Linked DNA regions of Nomascus leucogenys: region 2 is linked to region 1. The links are chromatin contacts, called in public Hi-C maps. All regions are on one chromosome and are shown on one strand. The core of a region is the stretch at or near the end of the contact, and the rest is flanking DNA. Distances in the headings are between cores, read along the strand shown.

The links. Hi-C and Micro-C count contacts between places; a contact is called where the count stands out from the background.
Region 2: a contact with region 1 is called in a Hi-C map of an unstated tissue, with 4 times the contacts expected there. The contact joins the enhancer-like site here to the promoter of ZC3H12C in region 1. A contact is called at or near these places in 2 of 4 Hi-C or Micro-C datasets (a lymphoblastoid cell line and an unstated tissue).

The regions. Positions count from the first base shown.
Region 1 is chr15:24,787,642-24,792,675 of Asia_NLE_v1, reverse strand. ZC3H12C (probable ribonuclease ZC3H12C) reads left to right here and starts at 3,128. Exons shown (of 6, transcript XM_030828629.1): 1 at 3,128-3,494. The coding sequence starts at 3,471.
Region 2 is chr15:24,923,363-24,928,821 of Asia_NLE_v1, reverse strand. No RefSeq gene overlaps it. Among named protein-coding and RNA genes, the nearest start is that of ZC3H12C, 140 kb to the right of the region's middle. Within about 2 kb of position 1,986, the one cell type or tissue checked has an H3K27ac peak away from gene starts, as active enhancers do. A contact at or near this core is called in a lymphoblastoid cell line, where this site is marked.

The DNA of each region.
Region 1 (5,034 bases), core at 1,879-4,378:
GGTTTCACATTCACACTCATGAAGTCATTTTAGACTTCTTCCTTTTCTTAAGACCATCTCCACTAAGTGCACTCAATCGTTCACAAAGCCTCTATGATTTGTACACCACAGTGTCTCATTAGCCCATTTCTTCTTTTCCCTCTTTCACTGTCCACTTCGTGATTTCAGGTCAATTCTCCCATATTAGCCTGCAAACTTGTTTCCCTCCCTTTTCCAAACCATCCAGTGACCATCACAATATTGGTATTCCTCTAATGGGACATTATCACTTTCTGACCAAAATCCTTCCAGATTCCCTACTGGTACATAGACTACATGGAGCCAAATTCTCTCTTTCTCTCTCTTGCTCTCTCACTCTGTGCATGAGTGAGAGTGTATTCCTTGCTTATTTTGCAGATCTCTGTAATTTTGTCCTACTTTTCCTTTCCAGCTGTTATCCTGTTCCCCTAATTTCCCTGGCACTCTTTGTATATGTCGTCAATTCTATGAATATGCACATCCTTATCCTCTCCACTTACCAAATACTACTCATTCATCACAATCCAGCTCAAATCTCCCCTTTTTGAAACCCCGACTCATCTTCTGTGTAAGTGTTCCTAACCACCCCAACCTAAAGTGATTCCTCTGTCTTCTGATACCTCATGGCATTTATTACCTATACTCACATTTGACACTTACAAATTATCTTCTCTTCTTAGTTTTCTTTTAACTTTTCATGTGTTTTTATTTCTTCAAATAAATAGTAAAGTAATAAGGGCAGTTACTGTATCTTATTCACATAATGGGTCCTGATTCTAGAGTCAAACTGTCTGCATTTTAGCCCCTGCACTTTTATTTACTGACTATAATCTTGGTCTTAGTTGTCTCGTCTGTGGAATGGAAATAGTGATAGGTATTTCCTTATAAGGGGTTTGCGGGCATTATATGAGACAACGCATGCAAAGTGCTTAGAATAGTATCTGGAACATGGTAAGCATTCATTAAATGTTAGTTATTATAACTATTACTCATCTCTTTTACCTTGATTTTTAACCAGGCTTAATCAATATTGAATGGAGTTCAGCTGAGTCAATTGTGGGATACAAAGTAAGAGGTAGACTGTGTGGGCAGTATACTGCGGAGTGGGGGAACTTCCTGGCATCACTAAAGTCGTGCCATAGATGCTGTCACTTATCGTTAAACAGCCAGCCTCGTTCTAAGTCCCTGCTAAGTCCCTTAGAGATCCTAAGATTAAGGGCCTCTAACTCTGCTCCAGAGACCTCTAAGGTTTTGGCACAGTGTAAAGGGGCTGCCTTCCCAGCCCCTACTTTCCTGCCAATAAAATCTGACCCGGCTGCAAACAGCTGGCTACCAATCTTCCTAAGGGTCTTCAGGGTGGTACAAAAAAATGTGGACCTGGCTGGGCACAGTGGCTCATGCCTGTAATCCCAGCACTTTGGGAGGCCAAGGAAGGTGGATCACTTGAGGCCAGGAGTTTGAGACCAGCCTGGGCACATGGGGAAAACCTGTCTCTACTAAAAATACAAAAACTAGCCAGGTGTGGTGGCGCACACCTGTAATCCCAGCTACTGGGGAGCTGAGGCAGGAGAATCGCTTGAACCTGGGAGGCGGAGGTTGCAGTGAGCTGAGATCGGGCCATTGCACTCCAGCCTGGGCGACAGGGTCAGACTCTATATAAAAAAAAAGTGTGCACCACGGAACCAGAGAAGCCAGCCTACCTGCCTACCTGCAATTTTATTTAATCGGCTTCACGACTGGTCTACTGATGTGGAAAACAGGCTCAGTAAGACAGTCTCCTTTCATCTCACAGGCAGAGTCAGGATGCCCACGTGCACCAGCCAGTAGGATACTCTCAGAAGGGACCCCATCATCAACAGCTAAAGAGCAAGTGATGCTGGCCAAAAAGATGGGGACATCTGTGCTGCTCAACTGAGCCATAAAGGCCTATATTTGGTAGAGAATATTAAACTGAAAATTATCAAGTTTGAACCCCAATAAGCATCATGAATATCACTACCATTAGGCAGTCCAAGCAAATTCAACAGATCCAGGCTTAAACCATATATATGCCCTACTGAAAACAACTCAGAGGCAATAACTAATTTTATGAAAGGTGAAAAGTTGACCAAAGGCATGAATCGTGGTCCAGTGAAATAAATGCGTCCTTTAGATGTAACAGACCTGAATACCTCACATTCAAGCTGTGTAACTGCAGGTAAATTTTCTAACCTCGATTTTCTGATGGATAAAGAGGTTTCTAATACCCAGCTCACATGGCTGTGGTGACAAACGGGACAGTGGATTTAAAGCAGGCTATTTGGCCCGTGGCACATGGTACGGGTACAACCCATTCAGTGACCCTCCCTCTCACTCCAGAAGGAGACTCCATCCTGCCCAAGGCTCCTCGTAATGATTCCAAGGACAGGTGAATAAGGTTACTTGAACATTTCTGAAACATTGACTTAAGTTTGTGCTGGGTGTTGTACGATTCACAGAAGTAGAAAGGCTCTCTGGTCCCGGTGCTTTTCAGCCTGCGATTCAGGCGCCCACCTCTGTGCAAAGAGCTGTTTCCTTCCGATCTCCTGAAAGAGATCTGGATGTATCTTGGGTTCAACCTCGATTTTGACACGATTGCCATTTCCATCAAAGCCAATTTCCTTGCTGAAAGAAGTCCTATCCCTGGGTGAAATCCCAACAGCTTCATTTGTTTAAATTCTTTTATTGGCCTTGCTAATGCAGGGTGTGGTTTTTCCTCATCACGGAGTATTGATAAGTAAAGAACTACGGGGAACCTGCCCTAAGAAGGCGGCCCGTCGATCTCCTTGACTGCCTGGGACATGATCAGTGTTATTGCTGGGTGGAGAAGGTGTCGCCGAGCGGAAAGGCGCCGTCCTGCACCAGGTCGGGGGAGCGGCGCGGAGAGGTCGGGACCCCTGGGTTGGGCCGGGGCAGGGAATGGGCGCGAGGGGAGGCGGCGCGGGAACCTCGGGCAGCCCCAGCGGCTGGGTCGAGCCCGACAGGTTCCAGCAGCTCCCCTCACCCCTCTCCACGCCTCTCGGGTTTTCCCCTTGGCTCGGGGTTTCCTGTTTCAGTTCTCGGCGTTCTCCAGCAGCAGGTGCTGGTTTGCCAACCTCGGCTCCAGAGGCGGCGACGGAGGAGAAGGAAAAGAGGGAAGGGGAGGAGGAAGCGGCGCGGCTGCGGTGGCTGCGGGCGGGCGGGCGAGGAGCGCGGAGCCGGGTTCGCTCTCGCCCGCGGAGCAGCGGCACGGACGGCGGGGCAGGGCCGAGCCGAGCGCTCGGGCGCGCCCGAGCCGGGGCCCCGGCGTGCGGCCAGCTGGCCGGGCGGGAGGCATGAGGGATCCTCGCGCTCGCCCCGCGCCCTAGCGGCGGCCGCGACAGCCCAGGGCTGAGGCGAGAGGCGGCCGCCTGCCGGAGGGCCCCGGGGCTGCCCCAGCTCCAGGGCATGTAGTGATGGCTGCGGAGAAGAGAATGCAAGTAGGTTGAGCAACAGATTCGAGTGCGCGCGCGTGGGGGGTGTGAGTTGTGCAACCCGGGGAGGGGGCGCCGGGGCTGCGGCCCGCGGAGAGGGCGCGCGGGCGGGCGCGGCTTGGCGCGGGGGGGCCGAGGTGGCCGCTGTCTCTGCGGGCCCCGCCGCCCGCTCGCCGCTTTCTCGCAGGGTTGGCTATGCCGGGTGGCGGCTCCCAGGTTTGTCCTCGGGAAGCGGGTGGGGGGCGCGGACGGCGGCGAGGGCGGTCCTGGGGTGCCCGGTCGTGGGGAGGGCCGCGGAGCCGCGCCCGGGCGCCAGTCGGAGGGCGCCGGGGCCGCAGCGACCTCGCCGTGTGATCTCCAGGCCCAGGCGGGGCGGGCTCCGGAGGTCGAGTCACCGAGCTCCCGCCGCTCAGGTGGGGCCGAGTGGAAAGCCCGGCGCATCCTTCCCGCGGGCAACGCCGTCCCCGCCGGGATTTCGGGCGAGGTGAGGCCGGGCTCCCCGGCCCCGCGGCCTAGGGCACCGATCCCCGCCCGCCTGGGGGCATAGATCGCGAACATGGAGGCGGGCTCGGGCGCCGCGGATGGAAACGGACACACTGAGCTGCCCCAGCGGCTCAGACTCGCGCGCGCTCATGGGGCGAGACATCACTTGGCATCTCGGATCCAGCCCCGGCCATTCGCTTGACTATCCATCCCTCCATCCAGATCGCCAGCACCCCCAGGCCGGGCGTCACGAAAGCCCCTCACTCCCCCCCTCGTCCCTCCTTCACCCCCCGGCTCCAGTCCAGATCCCTTTTACACGCTGCGTTCATTTTAGCTCGGCTGTTCACATTTTTAACTCCCTACTAAGAAGTGTTACAAATATAACTTGGAGAAATGAATCCCGCTTTTCTTCCCTAAGCTGTCTCGTTTAAAGTCCTTAAAGACAGCCCTAACATCCAAGTCCTGATTACTCTGTCTGGGGTTCTTGCCATTTGGTTATCCGTTAACAATCTCGGTTTGTGCTCGGTGTTTTGTGATAAAGAGATGAAATACGAATCCAGATTTAGGAAAAGTTTTCCTATTGGTTGACAAGACTGTATTGGAGTATCCCAGGCCCATCAGGCGCTTATTGATTCAGACTTTTTTTAAACCGTTTTAGAACAGATGCAGAGATAATTGGAGCTAAGTATTGTATGTTTAGAAATTTGGCAACGTTGTTCAGTTTTTCACTTGTTACGTGCTTGAGTTTTTCCATTTTTAAAATGCATATTATAAACGGAAAACGAGATAAACCTCAAACACAATTTTTGACTTTTCAAGAACCACAAGAAGTCATAAATAGTGTGTTATAAATGTTTTTGTCTTAATGGACTTAGGATTTAGAGGGTATGACTTACATTTATTTAATCACATATACAATGAATTTTAGTAGCAGTTTCTTAATTTTAGTGTTCTCTGGTGTTTAGTGTTCTCTGGTGTTTAGTGTTCTCTGGTGTTTGATGAAGCTACATGATAGCTTCATCAAACATTTGTAAAATTAATCTTAGTGTGATAAGCCCAGGAA
Region 2 (5,459 bases), core at 737-3,236, 140 kb before region 1:
CCTGTTTTTGTGCCCAAAAGTTGCCTTTTGGCCCACCATGCACCCCCATCCTGTACATATATAAACCCCAAACCCCAGACTCCACAAGCCAATGAACAGAAGAGCAGAAGAACGGAAGAACAGCATGGCAGAAAGAAAAAAAAGGAGTATCTGAATGCCAAGAGATCAGCTGGGAATGGTCGGAGAGGAGAACGGACACCGGCTGCCCAAACTCCAGGGGAGGATCATCTTTTCACTTCATCCCCCTTCCAGCTCCCCATCCATCCCACTGAGAGCCACCTCCACCACTCAACAAAAGCCCTGTACTCATCCTTCAGGTTTATGTATGACCTGATTCTTCCTGGACACCAGACAAGGAACTAGGTACCAAGAGGGCACTGAGCTGGTTAACACTTAAGCCATCCATGGACAGCAAGGCTAAAAGAGCGCACTGTCACACATGCCCACCTGGGCTTTGGGGGTTGAAGGATCCCACCCATAGATGCTGCTATGGGGCCTGGGCCCAGGGGTGCTCGGTCCGGCTCCTGCACCTGCCCATCTGCATGCTCCCCGCCTGTAAGGAGTTTGAGCATGCACAGTGGCCAGACAAGCTACACCCCTGTTGCATGTCCTGCTAGGGGGGGTCAGGGAACTCTCCCGTTTCATCAGCAGAAAGCAGCACAAAAAGAAGGAGGGGAACATCCAGGAGAGCAGGGGCAAGGAGTTAGAGGAGCCCTTGAGAGAAAAGGACACCCCTGACAACCTGAATTTTGAATCAACAAAATTTAAATTCTGGGTAATTACACCAAAAGACTAAATTCTAAGCCAGAAGAAAATCAAAGTGACAAGGTTAATTTGTTTATTGTTTGTTTACTTGATTTAATTTATTTTTTTTCTCTCTCACTGTTATTGAAACAGGGGCTACTTGAATTCAACTGTAGAGGTGTTTAAAAAAAGAATCACGTGTTTATATGTGTGAGGTTTGCGGGACCTGCTTAAAGTTTTGGTCCTGGAAGGGTCTTCGAAGCGCATCTAATTCACACTGTGTTGAGAGGAAATAGATGAAGAAATAGGAAACAATTATCTCAGGACTACAAAGCCAGTCACTAAAAGGGCCAAGACAAGATTGCACATTTCCAAAGGCACCCAGACATGTGAGCATTCAAAATCAAGAGCCACTTTCACCCATAGTCATTGATGATGAAAAACATGGGTTCAATAGATGTTGCTGCTTCAGATTTATAAGCACACACAAAACGCTTGTACCACTGGAGCGAAGCCACCAGCCATCAATGACTGCATGATGCCTTTCCCCCAGCTCTTTGCTCTCAACGGTAATTCCCTTTGCCATAACTTTCTGTTTTCTGCAGTGCCAGCCAGTCGTGACTGGTTGTGGCATCTCTAACAAAACACACTGGATGTTGTTTTAAAGTCCCATGATTGCATTTCAGAGCTAAAAATAGGACTATGCTGTATCATCTGATATTTTCAGATGATCAGCTACACCACTCCCCTCCTTTCTGAAACTAACAGAGGTAAGTGGATTTTAAAATTTTGTTCTTTGAACAGCTCACGTTAAAGAACAATAGAGCCATTACATAAGCATACTTAATTTCAACTCTACACACTTAGCCCATTTCCCCCAACCCACTTTCCCCTCATTTCATGGGCTACTAAAAATATAGAACTAAATAGTGTGGCCCACCTGGAAGTGAGTGTGTACACTGTTTAGCCTGAATGAGTGCTTGTGTGTGTTAAAGGAACAGGCTGCCTTCCAGGTGTCACCTCACATTTGGTTTCATTTTACTTTTCTCTAGTCATATGCCTTTGCCCTGACTTCTACGCCTATTTTTACATTTTATTTTACAGAAATTATGTATTTCTGTAATGCAGCTTATAAAAATGATAAGAATATTAATCAATCAATGTGCTTACTTTCATCAGCTTCAGTCAAACTTCTATTTACCCATCTTCAAATTATTTGCTCAAATTATATCTACAAGGCAAAATGAAAGTAAATAAGGAAAGAATCCTGCTACTGAGGATTAAAAGCACCTTTTACATAATAACTAATGAATTTTGCAGACTGGCTGTGAACATGGCTGACAGCATCAAATAGATATGCCAGTGGCGAATTTTTGCTCTGTCCATGTGAATATAACCTCAATTTAAGATCATAATAAAATTTGAAACAGTGAAGCAAGAGTGAGATTTAACCTCATTAAGATCAGGAGCACATCTTCTTTTAATAACTATTTCAAACATGTTTACATACAGACTCACCCAGGCAAAGTAACCACAATAACTGTTTTTAAAGTGAAATACGTTAATATACTACCTACTCTACAAAAACAAGTAAGAACCTTTGGAAGCAAAATAATAATCATCATTTGAAATATGAATAGTTACCTGAAAACCTATAGCAATGCAAAGCCAAATTTAAGATGAACAAACTAAAGATGTCCAAAATTTAAGTTGAGACAGCCCTTTGCTCTTGGCGAGCTACAAAATAAATACAAGTTCCCCTCCATTTATGTCGCACACACAATTTAGGGGGGCTCACTTGGACAATATTTGTACTAAGATACATAACGTCATCTAGAATATAAGTCAGAGTACCTAGCTATTTCTCTCTTTTGCGATTATTCACTTTAAAATTACAAATTCCAATTCATTTTTAGATTTCAAATGATCTAAACTTTATCTGTTTTTAAAATGCCTATATTCCTTGGTTTTCTCTAATCAAGGAAGTGAATAGGTATTTTAGCAAGAGAGGTCGTGGGGAAGATTGCAAGCATTATACTATGCGTTGTTGAGTGGGTTCAGAATAGTTTATAATATATTATCATAAAACAAATTGACATCAATAGCATAATTGCTGCATGAATAATCTTAGAACAAGTGAGAACTTTCGAGGCTTTTTTATTGTAAGCAATCATTATGCTCACCACATAAAACAAATGCCTTCTGGGAATTTTTTAAATAAGACAGCTTTTTCTAGCTTGTATTTCTTGGTTTCAACATGAGATATCTACAAGATGAAAGAAGCTGTTCTGGCTATAGGGATAATATTGTGTGTAGCCATGGGTGATTAATGCAGTAAATTAAGGGGAAAAGTTGCACATGTAATGAGATATTGGTGAGTGAGTTCTCATTACCATCACAATATTTGGCACCAAAATTTAATAACTCCTTTTGCATGCGAATGCAAAAAAAGAGCATTTTAACATTAATCAAAAGCCCATAATCATACTGGATGAAAGAGAGAATGTTAACCCAACTTTACATATGAGATACGGAGTCACAGAGATTAAGAAAATGACCCAGGCAGATTTTTTAAATTATTCATAATGCCACAATATGTCGATGGTGAAAGGGAAATCAGCATAGACTCCCACAACTACCGCTGTTCTCATCATTGCCTTGTATGGAACAGAAGCATGGTAATTAGAGCTTCTGATTTCTACAGATGTTCCCACTCCCTCTTCTGCCCTGCATTCCCTCAGCACTAATGAATTCAGTATTAATTTGAAATCGATGATTGAGAAAATAAAAAGCTGTCTTCAATTCCTTTAGGGCAGAAAACAGTTCTTTAATTTTCTCTGAATTTCTCCATATTTCTCAGGCTCAGCTTCACGAAATGTGCCAGCAAAGAGTTCCTGGGTTGAGCAAACTTAAAGGGGCTTCTTTACTCCAAAAGTTCTCAGAGCCTTGACTATACTGATGTACATTGCAAAGCTCCAAGAAAGAAATATTACTTGCAGATTTATGTGACCACAGAATCTGCATTTCATGGATGTGGTAGGCAGAATAATGGCCTCCCAAAGATGTCCATTTCCTAATCCCTGGAACTTTACAAGGCAAAGGGGAATTACAGTAGCAAATGGAATAAAGGTTGCTAATCAGCCAATCTTAAAATAGTGAGGTTATCCTGGATTATCTGTGTGAATCCAATATAATCACAAAGGTCCTTAAAACTAGAACCGGAAGGCAGAAGACAGTGTCAGAGTGATGCAGCATGAGAAACACTTGACCAGTCATTGCTGGCTCTGAAGATGTCAGGAGGCAGAGGAGTATGGGAAGCTCCAGCCTCCAGAAGGAATGCAGCACTGCTGATACTTTTATTTTTACCCAATGAGACCCCTTTCAGATTTTTACCTCCAAAACTGTAAGATAATAAATTCGTGTTGTATTAAGCCACCAAGTTGGTTGTAATTTATGACAGCAACCATAAGAAACTAATACAGTGGGGCCCATTAATGTCTTACTAATACCTCCCAGAATTACAGTTCTATGTTACAATTTTTAGAGAAATGCTGTTCAACCTGTAACAGGGGCCCACATCAGACTGTCAATCAATAAATATTATAGACTGAATAATTCATTTTTATTGTATGAAAATTGTTAGTACTTGGTCATTAAGCCAGCCCATCTGTTAGCCTATTTCACTGTCTTTGCATTTTATAACAACAATTTCTTCCAGCCATTTTGAATCATGAAGCAAAAATACATTTACTTTAAATGATGCTAAAATAAACGGTATGAAATAGATTCAGTGCATCTCCAATTTTAATGTGCGTGCAAACCACCTGGAGAATCCTCTTAAAATGCAGATTCTGATTCCGTAGCTCTGGCATAAGAACTGAGAGCGTGCATTTCTAACACACTCCCAGGTGACACCAATGCTGGTGATCTGTGGACCAAACTTTAAATAGCAAAGAACAAAAGAGGACAACCCCTATCATACCCTCTATTCCCTGCCATAGAAACTTTTCTGTTCTCCCTGTAGTCCCAGCTGCACGGGAGGCTGAGGCAGGAGAATGGCATGAACCCAGGAGGTGGAGCTTGCAGTGAGCCGAGATCATGCCACTGCACTCCAGCCTGGGCGACAGAGTGAGACTCCGTCTCAAAAAAAAAAACAAAAACCTTTCTGTTCTCCCAGGTGGAATTAGGCAAATCCTCTTTGCTCTGCTTTTAGGACCATTACTGATCCCAAACAGAAGATATTCAAGGAATTTTAGTTTAACACTTAGAAGACTCAGCTTCTAGTTAATACAGTATATTTGTAAATTATAAAATAAATATATTCTCATGAAAGACAATTCACAAAATAGAAGACAGAGTAATTTTAGTCATCCACAGTCTCAGCACCCAAAGATATGCCTAATTAACATTTTAATGTCTTTCCTTCAAGACTTCTTTCTCTACAGAGATTCTGTTTTACATATTTGACATCACATTGCGTATCTGAATTTTTTTAATCTGACATCATGTATGCACATATATACATATACAGTGGTGACAGATTGAATTATTGGTCTCAATTCTTCACTCCCCTCTAATAGAATTATATATCCACACTCTTGCCACTCTGGGGAAGAGCATCCCAATTTTTCTCTCTTCTAATAGAAATATGTCTTTACTTTCGCCAGGCTAGTGAGCAGAGAGTTATTCCCAACACCTTGACTTTGGGATTAATC